Regions from separate parts of the Mus musculus genome. Here regions 1 and 2 are each linked to region 3. A link is a contact called in public Hi-C and promoter capture Hi-C data. All regions are on one chromosome and are shown on one strand. Each heading gives the region's core, a stretch centred on a gene start, on an enhancer-like site or on the middle of the called end of the contact. The rest is flanking DNA. Distances are from core to core; before and after follow the strand shown.

What was found. Promoter capture Hi-C pulls out the DNA fragments that hold promoters and counts their contacts. A called contact is a pair of places that touch in the nucleus more often than the background predicts.
Region 1: a contact with region 3 is called in a promoter capture Hi-C map of hippocampal neurons, with 2.0 times the contacts expected there. The contact joins the enhancer-like site here to the promoter of Gabra1 in region 3. A contact is called at or near these places in 1 of 39 promoter capture datasets (hippocampal neurons), 4 of 484 Hi-C or Micro-C datasets (cerebral cortex, embryonic stem cells, forebrain and 1 more) and 1 of 9 other capture datasets (embryonic stem cells).
Region 2: a Hi-C map of brain shows a contact between it and region 3, with 9 times the contacts expected there. The contact joins the promoter of Gabra6 here to the promoter of Gabra1 in region 3. A contact is called at or near these places in 4 of 484 Hi-C or Micro-C datasets (brain, cerebellar granule neurons and cerebellum) and 1 of 9 other capture datasets (adipose tissue).

The regions. Positions count from the first base shown.
Region 1 is chr11:41,962,541-41,966,915 of GRCm38.p6, reverse strand. All of the region lies in intron 6 of Gabrg2 (gamma-aminobutyric acid (GABA) A receptor, subunit gamma 2), which reads left to right. It overlaps A230004M16Rik (a long non-coding RNA gene), which reads right to left. Exons shown (of 9, transcript XR_388589.4): 8 at 3,708-3,779. Among named protein-coding and RNA genes, the nearest start is that of Gabrg2, 36 kb to the left of the region's middle. Within about 2 kb of position 2,600, at least 6 of the 459 cell types and tissues checked have an H3K27ac peak or open chromatin away from gene starts, as enhancers often do. A contact at or near this core is called in hippocampal neurons, where this site is marked.
Region 2 is chr11:42,318,148-42,322,661 of GRCm38.p6, reverse strand. It overlaps Gabra6 (gamma-aminobutyric acid (GABA) A receptor, subunit alpha 6), which reads left to right and starts at 1,590. Exons shown (of 9, transcript NM_001099641.2): 1 at 1,590-1,931; 2 at 2,160-2,278; 3 at 2,927-2,994. The coding sequence starts at 1,894.
Region 3 is chr11:42,180,042-42,184,740 of GRCm38.p6, reverse strand. Gabra1 (gamma-aminobutyric acid (GABA) A receptor, subunit alpha 1) reads left to right here and starts at 1,811. Exons shown (of 10, transcript NM_010250.5): 1 at 1,811-2,575.

The sequences.
Region 1 (4,375 bases), core at 1,351-3,850, 220 kb after region 3:
ACAAACAAACAGAACCAAAATCTCCTTCCCTAGAGCCTATGAAACAACAATAGCTCTTCATCTAGAGGGTAACTCACCCACTATGCCAGGATTTCTTCTGGCATAGCCAGAAGAGCTTTCACAGCCTTTGTGCTGTTACTGTCACAATTCTGTGAGTTCATATGGGCAACTGAATAGTGTGTCTAGAAATCACTGTTCAATTTAATAGTTTTATACTGGCTCCAAACTGAATAAGATAACAAACTTTATGTACTAGATAGATCTGTCTAAAGTCACAATAACATCAATGATAAGCTATAGATACTGTGACATTATCTGAAACTCTCATGGGACTAACATTTCCAAATATTTTATATGTATTAAAATAAATACTGAGTCTGTATGCATGTATACACACACACACACACACACACACACACACACACCATAAAATGATACTGGCATTTAGGAAGCTGTCAATCATTAAATACTTCTAACACTGCAATTGTTAAGTGCACACAGGACATTAAATTATTAAAATAAGCTGAAAGTCAATATTTGAAAATGAAATCTCATGACTTTTAATGCTGGGATGGTCTGAATAAGACTGCTTAACACAGACTCATGTTTGAATATTTGGTCCCCAGTTCCATGAACTCTTTAAGCAGGATCAGGAGGTATAGACTTGGAGGAAATATATACTGGAAAGTTCTATGTCAATTTGACACATGATAAGCCATCAGCGAGGAGGGGGTCTGAACTGAGAAAATGCTTGAATATGATTGGGCTGTAAGCAAGACTGTAGGGTATTTTCTTGATAATGATAGATGTGGGCAGATCCAGTCCAATATGGCTGGTACCATCCTTTGGATGTTAGTCCTTGGTGCTATACAAAAACAAACTGAGCAAGTCACAGAGAGCAGGGAAAGATAAACAACATTCACTCTTTATGGCCTGTCCACTTCTGTGTCCAGTATCCAGCTGGTTTGATTTCTTGTCCTGGCTTCCCTCAGTGATCAGGAACTCAGGATATACAAGTCAAATGAACCCTTTTCTCCTCTTTGGTTTTCCTCATGGACAAAAATAACCCAAACTAATTCCAGGTGCACTGTTGTGGGTGGGATCTCAGATTTCAAAAGCCTGTGGCATTCACAGCTCTGCCTCATGGTTGTGTTTCAATATTCAAGCTCTCAGTTACTGTTCCAGCATGCTGCCTGCCTGCTTGCTCCTAATCATGATGGCCATTGACTAGCCACTAAAATTGTAAGCCTCCAGTAAACTCTTCTGTAAGATGCCTTAGTCATAGTGTCTCAGCACAGTAATATAAAAGTAGCTAATCTAGATGGTATGCTTTATAGATTAAAAACCCTCCATGGGAACAAGTTAGACGTATTTTGAGATAAGGAATGTTTCATATCTGTGGTGACAATTCTGGAATTTTTGTTACTTTGAAAAATGCAGAAATATTTTTAAGAATGTATTTTCCATTTAATCCCAGGTGTAGGAATGTGGGGCTTCTTTAGACTGTCCTCAGCAGCTGACTATGATTTGCTTTGTGCTCTAGCAGAGGCATGGTTTTACGAGCTGCTGGTAGCTTCTGCGATTGTATGACATTTGGAATTCTAGGAACTTTTCAGAGTATACACACACACTAGGGCCCTGAGAGGTGATGGTGGTAGTTTTGGTCATTCAATGGGGTTGATTGCAGTTTGTTAGTAGTCATAGACAAAGAAGAAACAAGAAGAAAGTTACTAGATCCAAGGATCTCTCTATTTCTCTCCCCTTTATCCTTCTTTCTTACCTCTCTAGACGGTGAAACCAGGGTATCAATGATGAGAAAAGGAAGAATCCACAAAGTAGCAAAAACCAACTATACATATATGTAGTCAGTCTGAACTCTGAAAAGCTGAAATCAAGCTCTGTGCATAGGGTTCCAACAACTCAGTGTTATGTCAAGTAAAAAAATACCCCCATTTCAGACATAAACCTTATGTTCTCACCTTACTATTAATACTAAGGCAAGCCTTAATTATGTACTTAAGTTTCTATCAGATTTCCAATGATTCCTTTTCATATATTCATAGGACATAATTTTTGTATTGAATAATATGGAAGGTATCTTATCTGTTGCTCAGAGATGAATAGATTCAGAAACTAAACAAAACTGGTATTTAGAAATCGGCCTTCAACACATCACTCTCCAAACTAGAGAGGGCTCTGATCCCTGCACTGTTTTTACCACCCACAAGGTTCTTCTAAAGCCACTTTTGTTTTAGACAAGCAAGCACAAAGGTCAAAGCAGTGCTTAGAAAGGTGACCTTCTGTTCCTGGATTTTCAGGCATACTGATCATAATGTACTACACCAGTTTGATTTTTCATTTGTTTCAGGCAGAATAAAACAAAATCTCAAGGCTACCTTTTCACTAAAGCCTCCCATCTGTAAAAGTAATACTAAAATAATCTCCAGTCGTTATCTCTTCCAGAAAGAGAAGCTGGGATTAAGTTCTGCTGTATATCCATATTTCTATATTTATCCCAGCACCCTAAAACAGAATCACAAACTCATGACTAGCACACATTTGTTTAGTCATTTTGTTCCAGCAAGATGTTCAGCACAAATGGCAGCTGACGAAGGCTGATGCTGCATCCTAAATCCCTAGTATAATCCCCTGCCCTCAGTGTCACTTGGATGCTGCCTGAGGGCACTTATTAAGATATATGTGCAGAAGAGAATTATCTAATCACTTCTCACACAGTACAAGTTACCAAGGTCCCATAGGAAAATTAATCTTTCGAAGGAAGAAACCACAATGAAGCAGTAGGAAAGGAAAATACCAGGTTGGTACAATGGCTTCGTTTAATGGTGGGTGGCTAGATTGAAAACTTATCATTTCTTTCTACTCGTTGTCCTTCCTTTTTGTGCATTTCTATTTCAATGGCCTCATTGAAAACAAAGGATTGAAAATTAATATCAGTACAGATAGCACGGCTTGATTCTTGCAACAATTTGATCCTGGAAAATCTATTAATGTAAAATAACTAATAGAAGGTGCTGTGAGTCTGAAGAGAGTGATGGGCAGACGGAGAACAGCATGGAATGCATTGCATTGCAAACTGAGTGATTGCATAGCATCATCGATGGCAGCAGTAAGACCAGAGTTATCTGTAGCTTTGGTTAGAGGAGGAGGAGGGTAAATGAATGATTAGATAAAGTGACATATCAAAGCCAGTATGTTTCTGGTTGACATCAAGCTAACATCAAACATGCCCAGAGCATTCTCAGAACGGATGACACCCTGATTGTAGAGGGGCATTTTGTGTACTACTTTAATGCTGTTCACATGTAGAATCTGGAAAGATTGAGGAAAGTGGTCCCTTGCTCGTCATGGCTAGATTGGAAGCCATATGTTCAGTGTTACCTTTTTAAAATTAGATTACTGTATTTATAGCTAAGTTGATGCTTTTTTTAAATTAGCAAAAGAAGTCAGAATCAGTTACTATGAATAGAAGTTACTGTGAAGTATAATAAACATAAATTTTATATGTATGTACTTATGTATGTATGTGTGTATATATGTTTGTGCTCCCAAAACTGAGTATATTGAAAAAGAGGAAGAAAAGGCTAAATGTACTACAACTAATACCACACACACACACACACACACACACACACACACACACACACACACAAATGATGGGGAAGTTTGTACAGGAAAGAATTCCTCACCAGTTAGGTCATTGCTTGCTTCTTCGTAGTTCTTAAATCATCTTATTTACTCTCAGTACCTCTGTGCGATCCCTGGAGAAAAATATTTTCCGGGTGGTAGATTAGTGTAGCCCGTAGTGAGTACCTTCAATTCACTTACGACACTATCATGAATCCTGATCTAAGAATCCTCCTTCCAAACTTCATCTCTTCTTGATGGTTCATTATCTGGTGGCAGCACCACCGTGGCCCCCGTGAGGCAGGCATGAACACTCAGAGTCATGTCTCTGCCTCCCACACTTAATGATTCATGAAGGCACTTATGCCTCTGAAATCTCTTGTGTAACTGTCCTCCTTTCTGTTGCCGCTGCCACTGTCCTAGTTCACAAATGTGTCTGTTCTTATCTGGACTATGTCGGCTGCTTATTAAGGCATGTCCCTGTTGTCAGCCTCTCTCCGCGAAGGTGTGTGCCTTGTAAATTAAGCAAAGAGAAGCAGAACTCCTTGAACAGTACAACATGCTCCAGAATTCACTCTATGGATATGGCGTGCATCAGTTCCCCATCATAGTATTAGTTCCCAATACTAACCAATCACCAACTATGCTGATAGCACGCTCTTCAGTGACTTTGAGTGTTTAAAATCTTTGTGAGGATGGAGGGCATGTGCAGAGTATGAATTTATTTGGC
Region 2 (4,514 bases), core at 341-2,840, 140 kb before region 3:
TCAATTCAGACTATCTATTAATTTATTAGTTATGCAACATCAATTATTTTATACATTTCTGAACATGGTCATTTATGGGTTTCTTTCACGTCTCTCATATGTGCTGTGTTTTACCATTTGTCTTAGAAATATGGGTCATCTGTCTCATAGGCTAGCCTCAGATCACAGTGAGGCCAAGGATGCCTCTGAACTTCTGACTTTTCATCTTCTAATTCCCCAATGCTGGGGTTACATGTGTCTATTACCATACCAGGTTTCATACATGTTAGAAAGGTAGTTCTGTGACTCATGCATGCTAGGCAAGGATTAACTGAGATATCTTCACTGCTTTTGTTTTTTTGTTTTTTTTTTTGTTTTGTTTTGTTTTGTTTTTTGTTTGTTTGTTTGTTTGGAATGTTTAATGGAAAGACATAGAAGATGTGTGTTGCTGAAGATGCAGTTTTATACAGATATTAAGTATTTCATTTCTTTGAATGCATATTTGCTCATTGCTGACTTGTATTATAAGTACACATATACACTCATACATATTCTTTGTTTTGTATCTAAGAAATGCCATTTAGTGTTCAGCACCAGGTTTTCCATTCTGCTTAATATTTCCTTTTGTTGCTAATAGTCTTTGATAATACATTTTATATACACAAAGCTGTGCCGGTATAATCATGCAGAAAGCCAAAATACTATATGGAAATGGAACATACTTTTTCTCATTTTCTCTTGAAAATTTCAGTGCATCGATATCAGTATTGTTAAGAATCCTAAGAGACTAGATTTCTTACTAACATATAGAATAAAGAAAACAAGTGGTTGCCAAAAAAAAGAAATCGACATGGATAGTTGTGAGATAAATATTTTATGCTGTCCAAAAGAAGGAAATTGTCTCTGTAGGGGATTTCTGATGCTTGATTTGTAGCCAAAATGCTAAATAAATGTTCCAACATCTCCTGAAGCTGTCACCATTTTAATGTTCTTGACTTAGTTTTTCTTCCTGGATCCACAGAAAATATGATTTACAGCTCCTAACAGATCTTTTTGCCCCAATTCCGAGGGGTACATAGAGGAGGGATTTCACTTTATGTAAAATATGTAACCATCTGAATGTGTATATTTGACCCTTACCTCAGGTAGACATTCACATATATTGTCTTCTGAATGTATGAAGGGTGGCTTTCACAACATGTAGACACACACACATGTATCATAATTTTGCAGATGTTATATACTGTTTTGTTTGTTTGGTTGGTTTGGTTTTTATTGTTTTTGTTTCTTACTATTGAAAATAGTTTAAAAAATCCTTTTCCTATTAATCAGTCACCCATAAGGACTATTTTTCATTACAAGGATGCCTATAGTCAAAAAAAGTCAAGGAAGAGCCACAAGAATCCAGGAAAATCCCCAGTATTTGACTTTTCCATCAGGGCTATGTAGGATTCCTTCTGTGAACCATAGAAATAATAAATGCTGAGCCCATTGGAACATAATCTCAATCAGCAAGATACCACTGCTTTCCAGATTTCCTCACAGCCCATTCGAAGTCCATGCCAAAACTAGCCGTGGATTTCTTCCTTTTAATCTGCCTTAGTCAATTATTGTCATTGCTCTGACTCTCCACTTTTGATCTGAACCAGTCAGAGGAGGCTGGGTATCTGCAGGACTTAGTCTAAGACCACAAACAACTCTAATCCGTGAGAAAAGACAGAAATAAGACAAAAAAGAAGGGGAACCCCTAACGTTTTTCTGGCAAACCATTCATCCTTTCGATTGCTGACTGGTCACAGAGTGGGATGAGGAATATGAAGGATTTGGAAGACTTCTCCAGGTGATTGTCAAAGGAGATCTGTCTGAGGGGAGGTAAAAACAGGAGGGTGACCGGGCATCCCAGTGAACCATAGGATGGTCTTGCTTCTCCCCTGGCTCTTCATTATTCTATGGTAAGAAGATTTTTCTTATTATTTCCCTTTTATCTTAGAGGGAAAGGAGAGCATATAGCCATTGGGTGAATTTTATATTGCATAGTGAAAAGCAAAACAAAATGAAACAAAACAAAACAAAAAAGAGGGATAGTGTGGCTGGTGTCTATTATAGGATAAACTAGCATTCATGAAACAAAGTATTTTCTCTGAGGCCAGGTGTGAGAATTTTTAACTCTCCACCTTCAGGCTAGAAAATGCCCAAGCTCAACTTGAAGATGAAGGCAACTTCTACTCTGAAAATGTCAGTCGGATTCTTGACAACTTGCTGGAAGGCTATGACAACCGTCTACGGCCAGGATTTGGGGGTAAGTAAAATACTGCATTTCTATTAGACCAAATGCTTGAACTTTCCTTCCTCTTTTATAACCATTCTCGGACCCAGAGGAGTCAGAAAGAAGGTCCCTTACCAGCTGGTAAAGGCGAGGGGTAGTAAGGCTTCATGTGTGTATTGCCATCTCTTCCTCACTCCTTCCTCAATCACTGACCATATGTAAGTTATCTTAACTCTATAAGCCTTACTGACCTAAATGAAGGAGTGTGTGTGTGTGTGTGTGTGTGTGTGTGTGTGTGTTTTCGTGGACATACTTGACTCACAGGCTTGTGTGAATATAGAAAGGGCTTTTCCATATGTGCCAATTTTCTTACTGTTTGTCCTTTGAAAGCTATCAGTACCAATGTCTTATTACCATTAGTCATGGTAGTAATACTTAGTATTAAAGCACACCAATCTTGTCATTTTCCATCCCTTGAAAGTCCCCTGGTGTGAATAGAATGAATGTAAAATAGAGTAATTGGATGACTTTTCACAGTTGGAAAGCTAAAGGTCATCCACTAGAAGTGGGTGGAAACAGGCAGAGCTTTGATTTTCAGGTATGTGAAAAGGTTTTATGGACTCATCGTGTTCTCTTAACAGTGCACAGATTAACAGCCCTGACCTTCTTGGATTATTTCAGGTGCTGTAACAGAAGTCAAAACAGACATCTATGTGACCAGCTTTGGACCTGTGTCAGATGTGGAGATGGTGAGTACACCGGATACTTTTATTTAGGAAAGAGAGCTGTTCTAGGTCTAATGGTTACAGGCATTACTGTCCATCTCTGCACATAACATGAATACTTCTAGAAATGCGTGTGCATTAAAGCAGGATACTGGCTCTACTTGGATACTTGAAGTTGAGTTTGTTTTTAATATTACAGGCTCTCTTCCATTCACATGTCATGCAATGACTAGCAAAAAGTTCTTTTAAAGTTTCTTGCCATGTAGAATATACTGATGAGCGTGATGCTGATATACGCCTATTATTTGTTATGTATCATCATGAGAGCATCTCATCCAAACAGTGAAGAAGTCACTTGGATAGGTTCATGCCTTCCACCTTGTTCATTGCGGATGCATCAGTGGGTGTTCTAGAGACTCTGTTCCAGGTACAGATGGCTGTAGATTCGTAAGAGGGTATTTATGGAAAGTGGCAATGAAAGCCTGAAGCCGTCTTTCTGAACAAAGTGTATCATGATATTCTTTTCCCGGTTTCCAGGTAGTATTTTTCTCCCAAGACAAACACCAAGACAGAAACTGTCATAAATGTCTTTTTAAAAGTATGCCATTAGCTTTTCTGGGGAAATTGTAATTCTGTATAAATAAGACAATTTCTGGTAATTTACTTTCCTACTTTAGATTTGACATGAAAGAAATGAAAAAATAAAGAAAAGAGGGATAAAAAATAAAGTAAATGGGAGCCAAAAAGATAAGAAAAGGGAAAGATAGGGAAAAGGGGGGATGGAGATTGACAGAAGGGAGGAAAGAAGGAAGATACAGAAGAGGGGTAGAAAGTGAGGAAGAGGCTCCATTGAGAAATAAAAATCTTGAGACATAAAGGAAGAGTCACTACACTCAGGATACTTGTTATTTTAGTATCATTTTTTGTTTCAAATTTTTCTTTATTTCAAGAATAAACAAGTATGACACTTGGTATCGCAGTGGTATTTATGTCGTATGTGCCTCTCCGATTATTTTGTGAAATAGAATCATTACAATGGATTATTGATGATTGTATAAATATATTCTGTATTGAAATATGCTTTTAAAAATTAATCACTATTTATATAAATAAGTATCATAGAGTAGGCAAAAAATTAATGCAATGCTTCAATATAGTAGCAAGGTATTTGTCATTGACTTCTGTGATGGCCTTATAATTACATTTTAAAAATTAACATTGTCCTGTAAAGCCTTGGTTTAAAAATCAAAGCTGAGGTATTTATATTAAATATTTAAATTTCTTTTAAAAATAATTATGGTAATGTTTTCTTGTAAGTTCTCTAATAACATCATAAATCCATAGTATGGAGCATTATTCTGCGAATCAATGAAGGTTCATATTATTTGGATCTCACTGTGTGGAAGTGTTGTCCTCTGCTCCCATCATGAAGGTGAGTGACATGTGAGAAGGAATGGCAAGACTAGCTGCAGGTTGGATGTCAAGCAGGAAGCTTGAAGTATAAACATTCCCATGCGGTTTTCTTTCAAATTAAGGATGACAGC
Region 3 (4,699 bases), core at 562-3,061:
TTTTAAATAATATATTTTATGAGAATGATGTATATGTAATATGTAATGTATATGCAATCTGCTCTATGTTGTATTTTATTTTAAGGGGCATTCTCATTTCTGCATTAACACTCTAGCTCCATAATTCTTCATGTATTTTTCTAGGGTATGGAAATGCTGTAGAGTTACATGTAGCTATAGTGGTACATAAAGCAGTACATGATTGAAATTGTTCTCAGAGAGTTTTCTCAAATAATAAAATTTCAGAGCCAAGTGTTTGCAAAATCTAATCAATAGAGAGATTTAGTTGTGTGACATGAGAGGAAAAAGCCAAAATTTCCCCCAATTTGTTGAGAACTGTAAAAGAAGTTACAACAATTTTGTCAGGAGAAGGAAAGACATTTTAAAAAAAATGTTATATTTTATGACTATTGGTTTTTTGGTTTTTTGTTTTGTTTTGTTTTTTTATGGCATTGAAACTATGGAAAGTTAGCAGACTGGAGAGATGAGAAAGTGCTTTATAGTTGGTAACTTGGGGCTTCAGGACTTCAGTAAAGTTAGTCTTGCTTTACAAGCTGCCCAGTGAACAAGTAACTAATTGATAAATGGAGCTCTGCCACACAAGGGAATGGCAGTATTCGCTGGTATTTGAGAGTGCATCGACCCTTGTTGTGTGCTTTGCGGGCAATTATTACTGTTTAAAGAGAGATGCCTCGAGTCAGTCCTCAACCCCACCTTCCAAACGCTTATCTTGAAAATTCCTTGTCAGCAATTCACCCCCCAAAAGCCAGAGAACAAAGTCACATTATGAATGTGGTCCTTGACTGTGAAGGCCACGTCATTGCAACTGCATAGCTTAAGGTTTCATCTTATAAACTGATTTCCTTGCAGCATACGCCAAGAACAACTTGTAGAATGCTAAACACAGGAGTGTTTGGTGCTGGCTAATTAGTCCCCCCCCCCCCCCCCTTTAATGTTTTGGACAACACTCAGCCTCTATTTTAAATTTCTCCTCGGCCAGAAGTCCACTAGAAGAAAATGGTCAGCGGGTTTACCCAAATTCAGACTTCATCTACCAGAAATATGAATGGCATAAGGATGCCTCATATTTTTCAGCACCTCCTCCCCATGTGGTTTTAAAGTGCTGAAAAGCAGCTCTTGGAGGTGCTGGCCATTGTCTACTAGCACCCTGAGGAAGACAGCACCCATGACCTGAGCTAGAAGCCATTCACAAAAACCCAGCAAGGAACCACAGTCATTGCTCAGTCCCTGAAAATCCCTCAGGAACATGTCGAACACACACACACACACACACACACACACACAAACACACACACAAACACACACACACATCCTGCATGTATAGTTATCTGTGGGTGAAGAACTCTCAGGGAAGGTAAGAAAAGAGGACAGAGAAGAAAAAACAAAGTAGAAGCTTTCCCCCCACTGACTTCTAAAAATTCCCCCCCCCCCATTTTTCTGAACCGAAAACGATGGAGTTCAAGGCAAAGGCATGTTTCCGGAAATGGAGATGTGCCTCTCAAACCCAGAAATGATTTATGCGAAGTTAAATATTCCGTGTTCGAAAACCTTGCAAAATTCAGAGTTAAGGGAGTCTGTGCTTTTTCAGGACAACGCACGCAAAGGTTAAAAACCCGTTTGCGAAGCCTGTCTGGCTGTCCTCTATGCTGTAGATGAAAGGCGGGATGCAAAGCACTCGGAATCTGACAAAGTATGAAGGACTCTAAGCCCAGGGGCCGTTCCCTAGCAAACAGGGTTCTTCCTACTGTCCCTCACTCGTCCTGGTTCTGCAACAAGCAGGGATTTAGCCATATGTGTGGGAGTGTGCGAGGGAGAGCAAGTCGAGGACAGAGCGCTCTCCACACGTGTAAGCCTACATCTCCCTGCTTCCTAGCTTGCGTTCATTCATATGAATGCAGTGGTTAAATATTTGATCAGAGGTAGCAGAGTTACAAGGATCGGTTGTGCTTTAATGAGCACACCTTAGAAGAGTATGCTCATAAATATCAAGAGAGAAAAGATCCTAAGAGTGGCCCCCATCTCTAACCCTTTCTACCCTTCCCTTCCCCCATTTTTCAGTCCCCCTTCCCCCCCAAAATAGAGGAATGCTTGCAGCAGATTGAAGAAGGATTTGAGCCGGCAGCTACAGAGATGGGGATTAGGGCCAGAGTGCAAGTTAAATTGCGCTGCATATAAAAAATGGGCGGATTGGTGTCCAGATCCAGTGGCTGGTACCACCTTCCTTTCTAAAATAAAATCTCTCTGGCATGAAGTCACCGCCTATTTCACATCCGGTTTGCGCTGGGACGTATTACTACTGTCTTGGTACAGAGAAATCTTTTGTTGTATAGCTGCAGATTGGATATTGGGAAGCAAATTTGGGTATGAAATCTCCAGTGCAGGAGCACGCAGAGTCCATGATGCCTCAGACCGTGTGAGTGAGCGCGGCGCGAGGACGCCCTCCGCCCGGCGCGCCCGCGCTCGCAGACTCGCGCAGCTCCGACTCACCGCGATCCTCTCTCCCACACTTTTCTCCCGGGTCTGGAGCGATCCGGTGCCCAGAGGGGGCCCCGAGGTAAGTGAGACTTCGGACCACGATCGCCCAGTGCTTGCAACCTGCCTTTGTCCTAGCTGGAGAGGCAGAGATGTTCTAGCAGGGAAGCGAGCAGGAGCAGGACAGGAGCTGAAGCTGGGAGCAGGTAGAAACAAGGAATGTTTTCTTCTTTCAGGGTGAAAACTGCAGCCTTATAGGAGTAGATTTTTCTCTCTCGCTCTCTCTCTCTCTTCCTGCTCTCCTCTTTAAGGAAGATTAGAATGTACCCTGAGGGGTGGGTGGTGACATGTTGTTTTGATCTCTCTTTCTTCTTCTTTTTTTTCCTTTCTCTCTTTTTTCTTTTCTTTTCCTCTTCTTTTTTTCTGTCCAAGGGGAGCTGCGGTGAGTTGGGGAGTGGCTCTGGGGGTTGCCATCAGCTAAAGTTAAGAGGTTAGGACCAAAAACCTGTCACCCTGCTCCATTCTAGGGAAGACTGGCTCACCCTGCTTGAACACGTCTCTTCTCCCCTTTCCAGCCACCACAGCTGAAATGCCCTCTGGTGTAGGGGTCTCTCCCATTCTGGAAATGAGAAGCTGAACTTACTTGCTCTGGGTGGCAGGGGAGGTGGGTAGTGGAGCATGCTTCTAGAGAGGGGAAGGATGGAGGTGGAAAGGGGGCAAGAGACAGCTTCGTGCTGCCTTTCAACTGTTCTGTTTGTATTCGCAAGAAACTTTCTTCCTCCACAACTGAAGTGCCACGGCAGGTTTGTTTTTCTGCAAATATGAGAAGAGTGCAAGAGCTATGGTGTCTTGCCATGGGAATCTCATTCTCTCACCCATTCAAGACTTTCTTTCCTTTTCTAGAATCAGTGGCGATTAATAGGGTTAAGAGAAGTTGTTTCCTCTTCAAAACAGATGTTAAAACATGCTTTAAAGAAAGAATTACCATTGTGCCATTTGGATGCAATATTTTCACATAATGATATTTATCCAAGATACCCTGTCATAGTCTACTCCTGTGTGTCAAAACCGGTCACTACATTTAAGAGAACACTATGAGGAAGCTCACGGTGCTTATCTCTACATAATTTCATTCTAAATGAATTCTGCTTCCCTGCTTACATGGCTGTGTGTGATGGTTCTTACTGATTGGAATGATCCGGGAGAGTGTAGAAAGCATTTTGTTGATGTATTTAAAGGCATACATACCACATGGACCTAGAGAATGCTTAATGTAAAAAAAAAAAAAAAAAAAAAAACAAAAAAAAACCCTGGGTTTTATAAAGCTTCCATCTATTCACGGTTGACCCTACTAAGGAGTTAAGAATCGAGAAAGTGGGAAAATAAAATACATGTAATAGTTTTCATAGTAGGACCAGGATTAATTTCAGTGCATTTAAGTAACTACATCTGCTTTTTAGCCAGGTAGTGCTCAGGATTTTAAAATTTGGCTTAATAATTATGTATATACACATAATTATGTGAATGTATAACACACACACATAGACATTTCTATAACTCTTCTGTTCCATACACATTTATTCCTCCAGTATCCTCCTACCATATCCAAGTTCAACAATCAGATAATGATTGATTGCAATTTACCTAAGTGGGAATAAATATACCCTCCTTTTCATGCGAAGCAAACCACTTAAGCTTCCATCTGTTGGAGACAAAGTGTTTTCTAGCAGCACCCTGGAAGAAATTAAAGGACGCTTACAAGATATGTGTGGGTATGTTTGTGTGCATTGATGTGTGTGTGTGTGTGTGTGTGTGTGTGTGTGAGAGAGAGAGAGAGAGAGAGAGAGAGAGAGAGAGAGAGAGAGAGAGGGAGAGAGAGAGGGGGAGAGGGAGAGAGAGAGGGAGAGGGAGAGGGAGAGGGAGAGGGAGAGGGAGAGGGAGAGGGAGAGGGAGAGGGAGAGAGAGAGAGAGAGAGAGAGAGAGAGAGAGAGAGAGCCCAGCACATGGCCTGACTTTAAAGTGTATCCTTTAGCTTCACAGAAACATTAGTGAGCATATTTAACAACCACAGAGGAGAAGCACGACTCTGGCATTCAACAGTGTGTTTCCAATGGTTTTTATAAAGAGGCAGATACAGTTGCTTCTGAAATCAAGGTATCTCCAGAATTCAGGGATGCATTTTGTCAACAGAGGTGTTAGTCTACTA